Regions from separate parts of the Mus musculus genome. Here region 2 is linked to region 1. The links are chromatin contacts, called in public promoter capture Hi-C maps. All regions are on one chromosome and are shown on one strand. Each heading gives the region's core, a stretch centred on a gene start, on an enhancer-like site or on the middle of the called end of the contact. The rest is flanking DNA. Distances are from core to core; before and after follow the strand shown. Region 1 has its middle 4.3 kb from the start of Gm33049. Region 2 holds the start of Sbf1 (SET binding factor 1).

Region 1 (5,847 bases), core at 2,285-4,784:
AGTGAATTAAAAAAAGGCTCATTGAAAAGAAAAAGGAAAGTCTGCATTTTAATACCTACCACACCAATTCCCCCCTAATTCTTGAACAAGGGAATCTTGAGTTTGGGAACTATGAGTTTCTAGCAAGCAATATCACTAGCTCCATACAACCAAAGCTGGGAAGAGAGACTAGATGCTGAGTGTTGGGAAACAGGATGAGGTGGGGTTTGCCTGCTGTGCCCTGTGCAAGCTTGAATCTGGTTCCTTGGGGGAGAGGTGGCCAAAGTGACCTGAAGAAATGTGTGGGTACAGTGGGTAAAGGCCGTGAACCATAGAAGAAAGTCAGGGACCCCTTAACACCTACCCTTCTTGTAGGGCAGGCTTGCTAGGCAGCTCACACCCCTGGCTCATTCTGATGACCTGGGACATTGAATGGTTTAAGCATGTGTGTTTCTTTGGTGCTAGAGATAGAACTGAAGTCCGTGTGAACGCTAGTAAGCTCTCAGCCACCTAGCAACACCCTAGCCCTAGTGTGTACATTCTTAATGATATCTTTGTCCACTTCTGTTGCTATGGACTTGGAGCTCAAAGGTTTCTCCCAGGGACCAGGACTTGGGGGCTCCACCTCCCATGAGGCTTCACTTACCCCACCTTCTCGGGCCCTCATCAGTTACCTTTAAGCAAGCAGGTTTCTTCAGATCTCTGTCCTCAAGCTTGACTCGTACCCAAAGCCTTTCCAGGTTGGCTATTGCTCACATTCTCCTGTCTTCTGCATCTCAGAAGGAGGAGGCCTAGGACTTGTTTAGAGTCCACTCCCCTGTCCTTAGCCCCACGTCCACAGGATAGGGTATGGCCAAGCATCCTGGCTTACATACCTTTAATTCCAGCACTCAGAAGGCAAGTGTATGTGGATCTCTGTGAGCTCAAGGCTAGGGCCATGGGGAAAGCAGATAGACTATATTGCCAGGAGTACTGCCCTGCTTAGAAGACTCTAACAGTCCCTAACAGACTCTAACAGTACCAAGATGAGGTGCTTGGTAGTGCTCTTCCTGGGCCTGGAATGTTGACTCTCCTTGTCCTCAAGGAGCCAGGCCCAGGCCCTCCCAACTGACCTTCAGGTGAGGAGACATTCTGGGACCCAGAAGAGTCTAGACCCTGACTGTGGTACATGGCTGACCTTTGGCTGAAGCAGAATGACAGGGCTGAAGGTTTGGGGACTGGCAGTATGTGGGTACAGGTCTCTGGCAGGCAGAGGTACTTGATATGAATGGCCAGGCTCAGTGTGGCTCTAAATTGAGCCTTGACTAGATGCAGGTGAGTGTTGTGAGCCTGTGGGATACATCACACCTCCATATAAATATGCACAAGGACTTCCTAAGATCTTGGATCCTTTTCCTATGGCCCTGCCAACCTCCAACCCCCAACCCCCAACCCCTGCCCAGGGTCACTGTTGTCTAGCCCAGGTGAGATATAGGCCTGTTACATCAAGAGTCCCTCTCCTGCAGTAAATAACAGCTGAGGGACATCCCTTTACCAGAGGGTCCCCAGTTTGTCTTGTGCCTGGCCTGGGCTTGGTCCTGCCCACCAGGATGTGAGGCTGTAGCAGCCTCAGTGTCTATCCTGGTTACTGCCCAACCCAGTCCTCAGCATGACCACATGACATCCTAACACCAAGAGGGAAGGAGCAGGGCTTTAGGCCTCCCATCCTTCAAGAGTGGGGCACATTGTTTTGGTGGCCAAGTTGGCTGGGGAGCCTGTACCCAGCCAGTTCTGGACCCTATGCCAATACTCTGAACCAAGAATCATATAGGACCAGGGTAGATGGGCATGGGGACACTGGCTGGGGGCAGGCCCACTCTTGTCATCTTGTGGACCCAGCCGAATACCAAGTGCATACTGTCCTGCCTCCAGAAGAACCTAGGCACCTGATGTGGGGAAGGGCAAGTAGTTGATCCTGTCCCAAGGAGAAGCTTTAAACTGTCTGTCCTTCCAGAAACCTATCCTGGGGGGTGGGGGAGCCCTTAGTGACTCCCCAGTGGCCAGGCACCTGGCTCTTTGGGAAGCTGCCCAGATCATTTCACCAGATGTTGTTGTTGTTGTTGTTGTTGTTGTTGTTGTTGTTTTTTCAAAGATTTATTTATTTATTATATGTAAGTACACTGTAGCTGTCTTCAGACACATCAGAAGAGGGAGTCAGATCTCGTTACGGATGGTTGTGAGCCACCATGTGGTTGCTGGGACTTGAACTCAGGACCTTTGGAAGAGCGGTCGGGTCTCTTACCTGCTGAGCCACCTCACCAGCCCTTGTTGTTCTTTTTAATTAATTTAGTGTGTGTATGTATGTGTGTGTGTGTGTGTGTGTGTGTGATATGTATTTGACTAAGAGCTCACACACACCACGACATATGTATGGAACTTAACGAACAACTTTTGGAAGAGGGTTCTCTCCTTCCATTGTGGGCTTCAGGTACCACACCCAGGTCATCAGGCTTACAGAGCAAGCAGCTGTAGCATCAGCCCCCACCAGGCCATCTACAGCAGCTCTAGGACCCGGAATGGCGGAGTTGTCCAGTACATATGGCCACACAGACCTTGTCTCATGAAGCATCCCTGTCCAGACTCTAGCTGTTAGCATCCTGTGCTTGGGGGTACTTGGAGTTCCTTGGTAGAAGTCTCAGCCTGTACTGTCACAGGAGACCCTCCAGCATGTGCCCTTGTCCCATAGTTCCTTTTAGAGTTTGTCTCTCCCATTGTCTCTGGTCCCACTGAAGGTACTATGTCAGCAAGTAGCCAGGTGTCTCAGATGTCAAGCATTGTGGAGGTTGCTTCTACAGCTGCTAGAGGAGTGACAAGAAATATAAGTGACTCTGGAGCGTCTTTCCTAGCTCCAGATCCTGGAAGCAGCCATTTGTCACATTAGCGCTGTACCACTCCCTGCCTCATTTAGAAACTCAAAAAGGGACCACTCCTCGGGCCTCTGTGGGACCGTTCCATCTTGTCCTTCCTAACTCCCACTCTTGGCCAGGGACCTTTAGAGTGCATGTTGGGGACCCAGCCACCCCGTCTTAGAGCAGATCTGGGCCAGGCCATGGGAGAGTTGGGTGTGGGCAGGATGTCTGGCAGAGCTATTGCTGAAGCTAGTCACTGTCCAAAGAGAGCCAGTACCCAGGAGGGGCCTCAGCAGGGATTGGAGCCAGCCCTGACAAGTTTGGCTTCTGTCACAAGCATAGCATCCAGAGACAGCACATGGCTGCAGCTGGGTCCCCAGGGCCAGAAGGGACAACCAGGATAAAGTGGAAGTGCAAGACCCCACTTCCATAGGGCTCCGGAAATGCCCGAGGCAGCAGAGAGGCTGTGGGGAGTACCCAACACAAGGGACTCCTCCTGCGTGCTATGTAGAGGGCTCTGTGGAAGCCACAGGGACAAGCTCGGCACGTGTCCTGACCAGGCTACTTTCCCTGCTGGCCCTGAGCCACGGCCAGTTGGGGACACAGTGTGCAGAGGGAACAGGGTGTGTGTTTGCTCAGGGCGCCTGGAGCCCGGCATGGGACAAGGGCCCATTGTGTCCCCAACCATCCTGGCTAGTCTGGCCCCACTGGCCCCTCCATGGTGCTCCACCTCCATCTCTGCCCTGTGACCCCTCAGCACTGTCCACAGCCCTCTCTCTTCTCAGCACGCATTTGAATCACCTTGCCAGCACTAAGCCTCTGTCCGCACTTAATGCCCTGAGACCTCCTACCTATACCCACACCCCATGTTCCTCTCTTCACCACCCCCTCCCACGCTGCCCACTGCCCTTCCATCAACATCCCCACCTGGTGGCCCCAAGTTCACACAGGTCATGACACACACATGATACACATCCTGATGCTGGCTCACTCGCTCCAGGCTCACACAGGTCCCATCCACAAGCACAAACCCATCTCCTCTGTATCCCCAGAGCCTCCCTCAGGGTGACTTGGTGATCCCAGAGATGGGAATGTGATTCTATCAGCCCTAAGGAATGGAAAAGCTGGGCTGCTGTGAATCTGGCCTGGGGAACATCAAGGTTGGTAACTGAGTAGCCAGGCAGCTAACCCACAGCTAAGGAATGAACTACCAACTGCCAGCTGTGGGGGGGTCGCCTGAGGTTGCTGCCCTGCCAGCCTGCTCCACACACAAGGGCTGTGACAGCCTCTTCCTAAACCCGGTGGGCTGTACTCAGTGAGGCAGAGCCCAGCTACCATCCCCCGTGTCTCCAAGAGACCCTTGTGAGGTAGGTTGGGAAACAGTTGGTGAGTGGCAGCCAGCTTAGCCACATGTGTGGAGGGATTGGGGGCTGGGGGGATGCTGTCTCCATACTCCTCCTCCATGCTGGAGATATGCTCTATTCAGCTGCAGAGTGTCTCCTCATGCCAAGCCTCACAAAATCCTTGGGTTAAGCAGCACTACCTGGCTCACCAGTCAGAAAACTAACCTGAGGCTGGGTATCACGTAGGGCATGTGCTGGGGGCTGGGACCTTGTGGGTATAGGGAGTCAGTGTGCTTGCGGTGTGGGTACTATACCAGTGTGAACTTTACAGAGGTTGAGGGTTGATGGTGCAGAACCGGTCTGACTGGTGCAGCTGTGTGTGTGTGTGTGTGTGTGTGTGTGTGTGTGTGTGTGTGTGTGTGTGTGTGTGTTTGCGCCTTTGCTTTCTTGCTTGCTCACGTGGATGTGTGCACTGGGGCCCAGCCAGGAGGCAGACAGGATAGAAGCCGAGGCTTGTGCGTCATGGGCATTACCTACATCAGGTGGCCACCTGCTGGGGGTGTTGGCTCAGCTGGGAGTGGCAGAACAGGTACAGTTGAGCCTTGGAGGCTAAGATAGAGAGAGGAATAGGTGGGCTGGACAGCACCCAAAGGCACGCTCCACCCATCTTCATAGGTCAGAAGCACAAAGGACATGGCAAAGCTGGGAAAAGCCAAACCTCGCAGGGAGGCCAAACCTGGATCGGGTGCCTGGGTGTTGAAAGACTTCGGTCTCCAGCCCCATCGCAGCCTGTGCTCATCCTAACCTCAGTTCCTGAGCTAAGTTGACACGCTAAGCCCTTGAGCTAGCTGCGGCAGGGCTGGTCTGACAGCTGCCCTGCTCCTCATCCATCCCTTTGACCCCACTGGCCAGGTTGGCTTCCTTCTGGCCTTGCCTGGGAGCCCCTTAGTGGTTCCATATTGGCTTGGACAGGTCACTAAATTACCTCTGCCAGGCAAGATTTCAGAAGAAAAGACCTGGCTGAGGTCCCTTCACCTCTATCAAACCATCCCTACCAGCCTTTGTCCCAAGCTCCTGGGCACCCTTTCTTACCTGATCCTCCAGGACAGCCTCCATGGGCCTAGTTCTAAGTCCAAGTATGACTATATACCCAGTTCCCCTATGGCCACCCTGGGGCCAGCCATTTTGCTTTCTCAAGCCTCAGTTTCCCTACCAATAAACAATAATCAAGAAGATATCAAAGTGGAGCAGAACTTGTCTACGGGTCCTGAATGTATAAGTGCTGCTGACCCTTCCTCTCTCCCACCTGCTAGCCTATTCCCTTGAATAGGAATTGAAGAGCTGGAGGACTCCACCAAGGCCTGAGCCAACTCCCATAACCTCCAGGCCATCCCAATACAGTACACTCCGTATCTCGGCTGCTGGAGCTTACCTAGCTGGGCTTTAGGGCTGCTGGAAGAGACAAAGCCCTGGCTGTGGTCCCAGGATATGCGGGAGCATCAAGCTAGGTCCTGGGGTGAAAGGTAGTTCTGTATGCTGGGAAGAGCCGAGATGACAGACCAGATCAGGATCCGCTCATGGACACTAAAGGTTTCCTCTTAAGTCCTACCAGGTGGGTGGAACTCCCAGCAAACCCA
Region 2 (5,847 bases), core at 2,164-4,663, 460 kb after region 1:
TATAGGAAAAGGGAGAGGAAGCAAAAGAATACTGCCTTCCTGCTTCTACCTATCAGACCTGAACACGAAGACACAATGCTCCAGGCAAACTACAGCTGACTCCATGTGCAGCAGGAGCCTACAGCTCTTTCAGATGTTCTCTTTGACCTACCCCCAATCTATAAACGGACCACAGAAACTTTAATCCAAGATCTTGGACCCTTAAACTCTCAGGGTGTGGGGGGAGCTGGGAGGGAACTGCAGCCACCCCAAACAGCCCCAACCTGATCCAGAGAGAGGGCAGGCCCATGGGTGGGGACAGTAGATGGGCCCAAGAATGTGGCCACCTCATTACCATCAAGGCTGAAAGAGGCCAGGTCATGAAATACAAATAGTTTTCTTGGTTGATGGAGATGTAGCTTTTCCTCACAGGAAGTAGTAGAAGGGTACCTGTCAGGTTTAAGTCATGTAAAGGGTCTGATAATTGGTGTTCCCATTTGAGGACTCCCCAAGCTACAAGCAATTAAGTGACCATGTCTGGGATCTGGGCAGGGGTCTCAAACTATGCTGTCTGGTTCCTCATTCTAAAAAAGGTGTCCAGTTCAGTGACAGGACAAAGCACACAGCCCTACTCACCAGGTGCGGGGTCTATGCTGTGCCATCTACACCCTCTACTTTATAGAGTCTTAAGGGAAAGGGTTACACACAGCTCAGGCATTTATTGTCTGTAGCCTTGCCCACAAGTCACCAACTGTAACCATTAGCAACCAGAATGCTACCTCTCTAAAAAGGCATTCATTACCAAGGTTTGACTCCTAGCAGCTGCAGAGAAAAAGTTCTGATTCAGAACAAAACTGAGATATCCTCTCACGCGTATTCCCTTAATCTAAAGGACCCTGCATCCTAGGTCAGTCAGCACACAGAGGGCCCTTCACCTTCTTCAGAAACACCTACCTAGCGTTCTTACATCGGCTACTCAGATCTGAGATGTAAATTATCTCCTTGGGCCAGTCCTGTGCTATATCTTTACGCATAAGTGTTCCTGACAGCCTCAGAGCAGCTCCATGTGGCCCATTCCATATAAAGACGGGGAAACTGAGGCGAGAGTGCACGGTAACTGGCGCAAGCCAACGGTGAAGAGTGACAAAGGAAGGACAACTAATCTTCAGTGTGCTCCTCAGTTTGGGGTCTTTTGTTCTTGGTACTCACATCCCTTGCCTTATAGATCTGCCTTCAGCCCACACCCAGAAACCCGATTCCAGGCTGGTTCCTCAAAGGAATGCCTTGAAGCCGAGTGGTCAGCCAACAACCAGTCAACTCTGACCCTAGAAGGCAGTGCTTAGAGAGCTCACTGGCCTGCAGTCGCCACAGTGATGGGTAATCTGAGAATTACTCCATCACACCGGTGATTCAGGAAAAGTAGCCACCTCTGGCCTCAGCCTTCTATCCCGTCCTGTACAGAGGTCAGAGGTCCACACCTCTTGTACAGCTGTATCAGTAAGCCCCCACGTGCCACAGCAACTTCCCATGGAGCTACCCACACATCACCCTCAATTTTACTCCACTCCCAGCAGACCTCCCCAACCTGGCCTTTACCTACATTCTGTTTCACAGGACCTTCTTCATAACCTTCTCACCACCATCCAAGTCCATTCCATTCCTCCAGCCCTGGCCCAGCGCCCAGCCCGAGACCCCAGCCAGCCCTCAGCCAGCTTGGTTTCCTCACTCTCCAGCAGTACTCCTCCTCCGTTCCAGAGGAGGCACCTCACTGGCCTTCACTTATGCCTTGGAGCACAGGTTCTCCCTGTGTGTGCCAGTACAACACTGGTGGCAAGCCTCCTGCTCAAGGAGGACAGGGGGATGAACACAATGTGGTCTCTGCCTTTGAGAACTCCCTCTTTGGAGGGAAAGACAGATGCTCGGGACTGAGTGCCAAAAGATATAGACTTGAATACATGAGAGCAGAAAGAAGCGAGGGTACTGAACAGATCTGAAGACAGAGGTGGTGGTGGTGGTGGTGGTGGTGGTGGTGGTGTTTTCCAGTGCATACAGGGTCCATCATGTGGACATTAAACAAAGGAACAGTCCTAGTGGAGACTTAGCAAGAAGAAAGGCAAAGAAGAAAGTTTGGGTCCTGAATGGTGACAGTGACAGCTGGTCTGAGAAGCAGCAGAATAACTGTGTGGAATAGATAACTGGAACACGGTAGGAAGCATTACATCTAGGGATTAAGGGGCTACCTCATCTGGCCACAGTTGTCCCTAAGATACCGCCCCTCTGCAGGTGGACTCTGACAGCCAGAGTACAAGTCCCAGCCTCCATTCCAGACCCACACACTCAACTTCTCTATGCCAGATTCTATGCTGAAGATAGGGCAACAGCAAGGCAATCTCAGTGGGCTATTGGGAGAAATGAGATCATACACACAAAGGGTTGTGCAGGGCCTGGCACACTGAGGACTCCAGCCAACACCCCCCAACACTGTTGTCTCCATGGCTGTGGTTGATGTCACTGTCAGGCTCCGTTTTCTCCTACCCCCAGGACTGAAGGGCTCTCAGACACAGGTGCTGACTCCAGATCAGGGCCTCCTAGATCACCACACTGATCCCCCGCTGAGGGGCCTGGCTTAGAGGCTTGAACACCAGGAATGCTCTCCTCCAAGTGTGACACTTTCGTCTGAAGTCCGGCTCCATACCACCGACGAACCCCTCCCCCTCCACTGCACCCCATCAAGCGGTGCTTGAGGCTTCAGACCTAGCACTGGGTCAGAGAAGCTGGAAGACGAAAACGTTCCGCCCCCCTCTCTGAAATTCCCAGACCCAGCCACCGGCAGGCGGCCAAGGCGGGGTGAGCCCATCCCACCCAACTTGGAATCGGGGAGACCGAACTGCAGCAGGGTCCTCCAGCCTCCCACGCCCGAGCGACACGCCCCTGCCCACCTCGGAACAGCGACGCAGGTGCCCAGGTGTAGGAGGGATGTTTCTTACACAGGCCATGTCGTCCGGGGTCCTCGCGGGTTGCCCCGACGCCACCGTGGCCAATAACTACGGAGGCCTCTTTTCGAGAGCCCCGAGAGCTCGGCCCCAACTCCTGACCCTGCCTCCGGCCGGGTCTTCTTAGCTTCGAGTCCTCAGTCCCAGTCCCTCAGTCCCCCCCAGCTCGTCCCCCTCGGCGCTGAGACTCACCGCGCGGGTGCGGCCCGAACGCCACCAGCACGAAGTAGTCCGCGAGCCGCGCCATGGCAAGGGGCGCAGGCGGGCTCCACGGCTCGAGGGTTCGATGGCGGCGCGCTCATGGCCCGGCGCTGGCCCTAAGCTGCACACTTGGGACACCCCGGGCCCGCTCCTCTGCGGCGCCGCTGACCAGGGCTTCCGCCGCCATCTTCCCAGCCAGCCGGCCCGCCCGGGCGCTTCAGGAGCCTGCGCAGTTCTGCCCCTCCCGTGTAGGCGGGACCTGGCACAGTGCGCTTCCATTGGGCCACTCCGCATGGGGCGGGTCCAGAGGGCGCTGCCCCGCCTACTACCTCATGCTCAAGGACCGGCTCAACCCTTTGGGCGGGTGAAGCTTACGGCGGCCGGGGCGGGTCAGCTACCCTGGTCCCGCGGCCGACATTTCGACCTGAAGCACCACCGGTCAGGATTAGGGCATACTTCCCCGTCGGAACTGAAGCCCCGGAATGAAGGGAGACCTGGACCTCACCCTTGGGAGAGCCTAACTCCGAGGGTCAGGGGCGTGGTCCAGCTCAGTCTGCCTGAAGCAAACCAGTGGAGCTCAGGCCTTGTCCAGCCAGTCTCCCAAACTAGAGGACCGAGCTGGGGGATGGAGGAGTGTCATGGCTTCGCCACTCACCCTGCCAATCTTATGGTGGCCAAGGGAAAGACTTTACAGGCTTTTTTTTTTTAAGTTCCTAGTGCAAAAAGGGGCAGCTAGATATTTCACCATTGGATGGATGGGATATCCAACACCTGCATTTAAAAAAAAAAAAAAAAAAGTTCCAGCTTGAGTCACCTTCCTGCGAAGTTGGATCGCCCTGGAGGTCAGGGGGTTGGCCAGGCCTCTTGCAGTAATACAGGAATGGACACTTGTAGGAGAGGCAAGGTCCTTGACCAGGAGATTAAAGGGGGAGGACTAGGCTTGCTTGTTGATGAGTTTAGTTTTCTGTGAGAACTGAAAGACAAGCCACCTATTAGCATCGTGTTCCCTCCACCTGCAAGATCTGGAGAATGAATGAAAGCAATCTCAGGAGAGACGAGTCCAGTCGTCAGTGTACGTGTATAAAGAGTCTCGGCCCTTGAGAAGCTGAAGCAGGTCGTTCATGAATTCCAGTCCAGTCTCCTTGGCTTCATCAGGAAACCATGTGTCCAAAAAACAGGAGATATAAGGGCCTTTCTGGAGAGATAGTTTAGAGGTTATGGGAATCTGTGCTGGATTTGCAGCACCCTCGCCTGCAATTCTGGGTCCAGGGGGATCTGTCGCCCCCTTCTGGCCTCCGGAACGTGTTTGTGGTGGTGCGTGGACATACATGCAGGGAAAACACCCATACACATAAAGTGAAAATGTCTTTTTTAAGAGAGGGGGATGAGCTTGGTGGTCATGGTGGTGGTGGCAGCGCACGCCTTTAATTAAAGCGCTTGGGAGTCAGAAGCAGATGGAGTTTGAAGCCAGCCTGGTCTACGGAGCTAGTTCCAGAACAGCCAGGAAGCCCTGTCTTGAAAAAAATAAGATAAAATAAAAATAAATAAAAGAGGGGAAGAGGAAAAGACTGTCCTAGGAAAGTTCTGTGCACAGAGACACAAACCTAGCTCTCCTTTGCCAATGCCAGGTGAGCTGCAAAATCTTCCTTTCTGCTTAAAACCTGTGTTTGAACTTGATTGAGTTGGCTGCTTCTGTCAATCAACTAAAACTCGTCTCTATACTCGTAAGAAATGGTGGCAGGGGGCTGGAGAGATGGCTCAGAGGTTAAGAGCACTGACTGCTCTTCTGGAGGTCCTGAATTCAATTCCCAGCAACCACATGGTGGCTCACAGCCTTCTGTAATGGGATCCAATACCCTGTTCCGGTGTGTCTGAAGACAGCTACAGTGTACTCATATACATAAAATAAATAAATTTTTTTAAAAAATGGTGGCAGGCAAGTTTGACTTGGTGTCTGAACCTGGGGTTGCCTCTCCTAGAAACTATAAGGATCCTGTACCCCATTCCTCCCATGACCACTGGGGCCCAGTGTCATTACCTAAAAGAACCCCAATCCTGGCAGGGGGTCCTTTCCAACTATCCTCAAGTGTCTTGCCTCTAAATTGAGTACTCTAACCACTGCATCCCCAGGTCACCTGCTAGCGACTTCTTCTCCTCAAGGGCCTGTCGTCTCCTCTCCTCAACCAGTGTAGGCCCTCCTCCAAGACAATATTCTCGCATCCCACTGCTATGCACATGCACACCTCCAAACGCCTGTCTCCTTGCAGACTGCTGCCTCTGTTTTTCGTTGCCCACGTCTCACCCAGCTATGTATTCTCTTCACCATCTGTATCCTGCAGACCTAAGAAGGTGGGGCGACCCTTCTTGATGACACAACTGACTCAACTTGAGATAAATGGGTACCCCCTACAGAGTAGGGTGGCCCACAGTGACACAGTGAGCCTCGCTTGTGTTGGATGGATACTCCCAAAACATACTCCCTCGCCTGCTGGTTAGTAGGCAGTTGTCTTTTGGTCTTCACTCTCCAACATCTTCCTGTGTTTTGGGGATGGCCAGCTAAGCCTTGAGTTGGCTTTTCCTAGAGGAAACAAAAGCATTCCCATCCTATGGTAGGCCCCCAAAGTGACTCATCTACACTACCTTCCTTCCAGAGTCACCTGCCTTGCCCAACGAC

What was found. Promoter capture Hi-C pulls out the DNA fragments that hold promoters and counts their contacts.
Region 2: a contact with region 1 is called in a promoter capture Hi-C map of liver, with 4 times the contacts expected there. The contact joins the promoter of Sbf1 here to the enhancer-like site in region 1. A contact is called at or near these places in 7 of 39 promoter capture datasets (the C10 cell line, the SN4741 cell line, cranial neural crest and 3 more), 2 of 484 Hi-C or Micro-C datasets (both in embryonic stem cells) and 1 of 115 datasets of contacts at active chromatin or transcription factors (pancreatic cancer cells).

Annotation. Positions count from the first base shown.
Region 1 is chr15:88,847,192-88,853,038 of GRCm38.p6, forward strand. No RefSeq gene overlaps it. Among named protein-coding and RNA genes, the nearest start is that of Gm33049, 4.3 kb to the right of the region's middle. Within about 2 kb of position 3,535, at least 93 of the 459 cell types and tissues checked have an H3K27ac peak or open chromatin away from gene starts, as enhancers often do. A contact at or near this core is called in liver and pancreatic cancer cells, where this site is marked.
Region 2 is chr15:89,311,898-89,317,744 of GRCm38.p6, forward strand. It overlaps Sbf1 (SET binding factor 1), which reads right to left and starts at 3,414. Exons shown (of 41, transcript NM_001170561.1): 1 at 3,165-3,414. The coding sequence starts at 3,219.